Linked DNA regions of Mus musculus: region 1 is linked to region 2. The links are chromatin contacts, called in public HiChIP or PLAC-seq maps. All regions are on one chromosome and are shown on one strand. Each heading gives the region's core, a stretch centred on a gene start, on an enhancer-like site or on the middle of the called end of the contact. The rest is flanking DNA. Distances are from core to core; before and after follow the strand shown.

Region 1 (2,907 bases), core at 94-2,593, 110 kb before region 2:
TAACCTCTTTGTACCTTGCTGGTGTATCACCCAACTTCCCTATTTTCTTCTGTATAAAAAGTTTGATGCTCGATTTGACAAATTACATTCAGATTCTACACAACCTCTCCTGTGTGCATCAGTCTGTGACGCTTTGCCCACCTGCGACTAGAGACCCGTTCCACGCAGACAAAGGGGCCCAGAGGGTCTGCGGCAGAATGGGAAGGACCCAGCTTTAGAAACAGGCAGGTAAACAGGGTGGTTGCAGACAGTGAAAGGCTCTCCTCTGCCTGAGGTTTACTTTCTTTAAAGGACAAAAACAAAGCATCTGTTTAGTGTATGTGTGTCTATTGTGTGTGTGTCTGTGTGTGTGTCGTTTGTATGTATGTGTCTGTGACTCTCTGTGTGTGTAGAGGTCAGAGGACAGCTTGGGGAAGTCAGTTCTCTTTCCACCATGTAGGTCCCAGGGCATCAAATTCAGACTGTCAAGCTTGACAGCAACTATCTTTACTCACTGAGCCATCACAGTATCCCCAAGGCTGACTACCTCATCTATAAATGGTAAAGAAGCACCGACCTGTTGGGTCTGGGGTCTAAATGCATGGAAGCTCTCAACTGTGCAGGGCACACAGCAAGCACGTCATATACATTAGCTCTTACCAATTACTGGTTGTTCTGTAGAAAGGAATGCTAAGCCTTGACAGTTCTCTGTAATGACGGCTTGCTTGTCAAAGTGTCCCAAGACATTGGTAAATGGCTCTGTTCTGCTCACTCGTACCCGCTCATCTCACCTCCCACCCCAACTCCTATAAAGGCAATGGAAATATCTTCAACATCGATGGAGACTTGAGTCCAGCATGATACTAAAGAGAAGCATCAGCCGGGCGTGGTGGCGCACGCCTTTAATCCCAGCACTCGGGAGGCAGAGGCAGGTGGATTTCTGAGTTCGAGGCCAGCCTGGTCTACAAAGTGAGTTCCAGGACAGCCAGGGCTACACAGAGAAACCCTGTCTCGAAAAACCAAAAAAAAAAAAAAAAAAAAAAAAGAGAGAGAGAGAGAGAGAAGCATCTTTCACGGCTCTTGTGACTTCTTCATCCTTTCTGGATACCTCCCACAATGGCTATCTTAGTTGGCCAGTGAACATGTTGACAAGGGCCTTCCTGTATCTGGATGGAGAGGACGCTCTGGCCTACTTGGGACTAGCTGAGGCCACTGATCCCTTGCAGACTGTTAGTGGGTGATGAGTTAACCAGAGAAAGAAGCCAGACACCTCTATATCTGTTGCCTTCCTGGGACTGGGTGCAGCCCTGCATCTGACAGCAGGTTTGTGCCTCTCCAGAAGGATGAAAGTGCTGACCTTTGAGGACTCAGATGGCTCTCCCACGCCGTTTCCTCTGCTGGGCATGCAAGAGAGTCTCCGGTTTGTAGCCAAAGCAAATATAGATCCCAAATTATTTCAGGAATTAACATTTACTTCAGATCAAAGTCCAGAATGTGCATTCTCTGATGGATGTGTGTGTGTGTGTGTGTGTGTGTGTGTGTGTGTGTGTGTGTGCAAATGAACACCCAAGTCCACATACCTACATTTGTGCTATTGAGAGAAGACTAGCAATAGCACTGGTTTCACAACAGCGTTGGCTTCTGCGCAGCTCTCACAGATAGGTTAATTTTATGTATTCATGTTTCTTGTCTGGCCTCCAAAGGCAACATAAGCAGAATGGTGCGGAGGTAAGTGGTGAATCAGGGCTTAATTACAGGGACCTTTGTCCAACTGACATGCCGATAACTGGCCCCAGGGATGATTCAGCAGTAAACTTGCCACCGTTCTAGAGAAAGCCCTAGCTAGGATGACGTCATGCCTCGCCACACCCACCGTTTCTGTTTGCCTCTCCCCAGAGCCCCAGTCCCATCTGTGGAACTCAGAGTGCCATCTGCATTGTGAAGAATATGCGTTTTATTACTGAAATAGCATCCCCGTGTCCAACGGTGGCCCTCTAGCACTTCACATTTCATAGCGCCCTAGAAAAGAAAGAAATCCTAGCCCTCGGGAAAGATTCCGCAGCACATCGTGAGCTCTGTCTGCAGCCGCCTGGATCAGGGACTGGATATTTAATCTTTGTACTCCATGGGTATTTATACTTTGAAGCAAAGGGATTGGTTTAACTTAATCCCTGGAAATTGAGGTGTGTGGCTAGACTTGCTACAAAGAAAGCATTGCAGAGTGTGAAGAGAAATGGGTGTGAGCCAGTCCACGCATCTGGTTGTGCAGGGCCCACACATGCTTTGGGTGGTCTAGTTCTCCCTTTCTCCCTTTTTTTTCCTGAGCAATAAAACCAGACAAGCATTTCTGAGAGGCACCTTTATCTTCATCTACTAATTTTAGGTTTTTTTTTTGTTTTGTTTTGTTTTGTTTTGTTTTTGCTATGCCTGAAGAGAGACATTGTTCGTTTTATTTCAGTTATCCATTTTGAAGAGCAGTGGATAGAGCTGAGGTCCGCAGAGCTGGCTAAAAAAGGAAACCCAAACTGTTAATCTCACCTTTCTCTTCTGCCTCTTGATGTCATGATGTAGGGAACTCTTGCAGCCAGTTTGCAAAGAAGAAAAAGGGCAAAAAGGGCAGAAGTTTGGGTCCTTGATGTTGCCAAGTGGCCAACAAACCAAAGCTAGGTAGAACTGCCCTGTCCCCAACCATCTTGTCATATAAGTTAATACATCATTTGTCACTTAAACTAGGTGGATCAAGGTTTTCTGTTCTATAAACACTGAAAATATCATTACTATGTGATAGTGGCTTCCAGGCTTTTTGACCATAAATCAAATCAGGAAATATTTTTACCCTTTGTATAATTTAGAATGCCTGTGCAATACATCCTAAGGTGTTCTCAGCTCTTCTGTTTCATTCTTTAAAATTCAGGTCATGACCCATTA
Region 2 (2,748 bases), core at 235-2,734:
TAGCTCACCCTCATCAGCACTGTGACTTGACTAGATTTGGGGATTCCTCTGGGAGACAAAGGTTGGCCAAGTCTGAAGGGCATGTCCACAGAGGTTTGACAGAGTAGGGAAGACAGCCCTGGGTGTGAGTGCACCAGAACATGGACTGGACAAAAAGGGCAACTGAGAGAGCACGGCACTGATTCTCTCTGCTGCCCAACTCCAGAGCTATCCTACCCCAGGTTCCTGTCATTAGAGCTGGAAGCCACTCTTGCCACCATACCTTCCTGGACGTGATGGACAGACCCTCAGGTTAGAAGTCAAAATCACACCACCACCCCTCAACTCAGGTTGGTTCCTCTCAGGTATTTTTTGCCACAGAGTAAAGAGGAATCCTCCTGAGGTGTAGTCAGTACACACTTGTCTAGAGAACCCTTTACAATTTGGCTCATGTATGTGGTGAGCAGACAGCCACTGAACATCCATATAGCAAGATGGGGACACACTTATACCCCAGTGAGCAATTTATGAGCTTGTTAACCAAGTGACCTAGCCTGGGAAGTCACATCCGATGATGTCTGTCACACTGTATCCATTAGAAAGGCACCCAGTTACATCTGAAGAGGAGGAATAAGCTGTGTGTGTGTGTGTGTGTGTGTGTGCACTTGCACGTGTGTGGTGGGGAGAATCTGATGATGGCAACAGTGTTACACATGCACAGGTGATGTCCTCATGTAGAGGTCAGAGGTCAACCCCAAGTGTCATTCCTCAGGGTACACTGGCTGGCTTTGTAGGCTATTGAAGTCTGGACAGAGGACATTGGTAAATCCCAGTTGTTCCATCTGAATGCTGGTAAGTCCTCTTAGTTCTCTGCCAAGACACAGATGGGAAAGAGAATTCTCTTCCCCCCACAAGAACTAGCCTTTCCTAGCCCCACATGGTTTGGAGGATAAAGTGTCCTGTGGCTATCCTATTGACCCCAGGCCTGCTGAGAAGGAGCTGTGCTCACTCCAGATGGCTGTAGGGCATGCAAAGCAGAAATCTAAGCAACTCACCCATTCTTGAGGAGGTCACATGCAGAGATCTCACCTCAGTCACCAGGGTTCCACAGGCAGGAACTCAGACCACACCCCACCAGGAGCTGCCCAGCCCAAGGGATGGTGAGATTTGCAGATCTCTGAATAAGGAAAGGAGGGAGGACAAGAAAACACGCAGGCTTGGGCATGGCCTACAGGAGCTGGCACACTGAAGAACACGTAGTTTTCTAGGACTCCCTTGCTGACGTTGACAGGGGTGTGACTTAAGGATAAGCACTCTAGTATGGTGTGGGTACTTAGGTGAGGAACTGACATTCTAATTCCTCTGCCCAGCCACAAAGCTGCAGAGGCCCAGGGCAGGTTGTGCATGGGCACCATGTCTGCATTTCTGAACTAGAGAAGGTGGTGACTAAGATCCCTGGGACAGGGGTGGAGCAAAGCCTGCTCAGGCACTGGCAGGAGATCAAAGGGAGGGCTATGCAGCTAGCTAGAAGCAGCATCCGCCGCTGTTGCCAACACAGTACAGCACACGTTGGCCAAAGATGGCTTCAATGACAGAATAAATGAAAGGCTCGACCCTGAATATGCTGGGCACCAAGGACTGTCACAAAAGTCAACCATCTCCAGGAGGATTCAGCAGGTGCACTCTGGATGTGAGAGGGAGTACCTACAGCTGTGTTTAGAGCCCTTGGAGCACTCAAAGCCCACATTCATTCTTAGAGGACAGTATCTTAAGATGTGTGGTGCAGAGGCCTGGCTGGGTAGACACACTCAGCCCGAGTCCCTGTTATGTCAAGCACTGGTTGTGTCTCAAAGAAGATTTCTTCATCTTCTGTTTTCTCACCAGTCAAAGGGCAGACTGAAGTGGGAAGAAGGTGGCTGGGATGAAAGAGTTAGCCCAGTTCCCAGCCTCTAGACAACAGTCAGCAAATCGCTGCTATTTTTATTGTTGCTATTTTTACCAACACTGTGGACAGCTGCTGCCAGTCTTTGTTTGGTTTGGTTGCCCAGCATTTCTTCCTTGGAGAAGCTGGCCTCTGCACCACGCACATGGCTCTGACGTTCAACTAATCCGAGGACCCCCAACCACTGCTCATTGGGAGTAGGCAAGTCACCAAGTCCCATCAGACAACCCTCCCAGGAACTGAAGCCTAAACACAGACACACAGGAAGTTTGTTCTGGCTGAATCACAGTGACTGGGAATCCGTGTTGAGCTCCCAGGGCTGTGCCTGCTGTCATCACTCCCAAGGTCTGAGTGTCGACTCAGTTCTCCACTGACTAACTGGGGCCCACATCCATTGAATGAACCCTTTGTTAGCCTAAGTCAGTAGAGCCCCTTCTAAGTTTTGTAGCCAATAATCCTTGCTAGACAAGTAAAAGATCCTTTGCTGATACCTCTACAGGATCCGAGTGAGAGTGAATGGATACGCCTCCTTCTTCCTCTCTTTCTTCATGTCAGGCTATCAGAACATACATACATATATACACACACATACACATACATGTATGTATATATATATATATACACATATATAGCATACACATAAATGTGTGTGTATATATGTGTATGCTATATATGTATATATATATATATATGCAGCTAAATGTTAAAGGGTTAGTAAGTACAAGAGAATGACTTGGTGGCCATCTGGTATAGACTAAATAAGGCTATATATGAGGACATAATATAAATTGATCTAAGATTTAAATGTATAAAATCTTATAGTGACT

What was found. HiChIP or PLAC-seq counts read pairs in DNA pulled down with a chosen protein or histone mark.
Region 1: a contact with region 2 is called in an HNF4G HiChIP or PLAC-seq map of pancreatic cancer cells. The contact joins two enhancer-like sites. A contact is called at or near these places in 1 of 15 datasets of contacts at CTCF or cohesin (the NIH/3T3 cell line), 4 of 484 Hi-C or Micro-C datasets (the AtT-20 cell line, CD4 T cells, the HL-1 cell line and 1 more), 4 of 115 datasets of contacts at active chromatin or transcription factors (CD8 T cells, embryonic stem cells, microglia and 1 more) and 1 of 9 other capture datasets (embryonic stem cells).

What each region holds. Positions count from the first base shown.
Region 1 is chr15:36,959,412-36,962,318 of GRCm38.p6, reverse strand. The region is part of intron 7 of Gm34590 (a long non-coding RNA gene); the gene reads right to left. Among named protein-coding and RNA genes, the nearest start is that of Gm34590, 23 kb to the right of the region's middle. Within about 2 kb of position 1,343, at least 136 of the 459 cell types and tissues checked have an H3K27ac peak or open chromatin away from gene starts, as enhancers often do. A contact at or near this core is called in the AtT-20 cell line, the HL-1 cell line and pancreatic cancer cells, where this site is marked.
Region 2 is chr15:36,854,462-36,857,209 of GRCm38.p6, reverse strand. No RefSeq gene overlaps it. Among named protein-coding and RNA genes, the nearest start is that of Gm41299, 12 kb to the left of the region's middle. Within about 2 kb of position 1,484, at least 126 of the 459 cell types and tissues checked have an H3K27ac peak or open chromatin away from gene starts, as enhancers often do. A contact at or near this core is called in the AtT-20 cell line, the HL-1 cell line and pancreatic cancer cells, where this site is marked.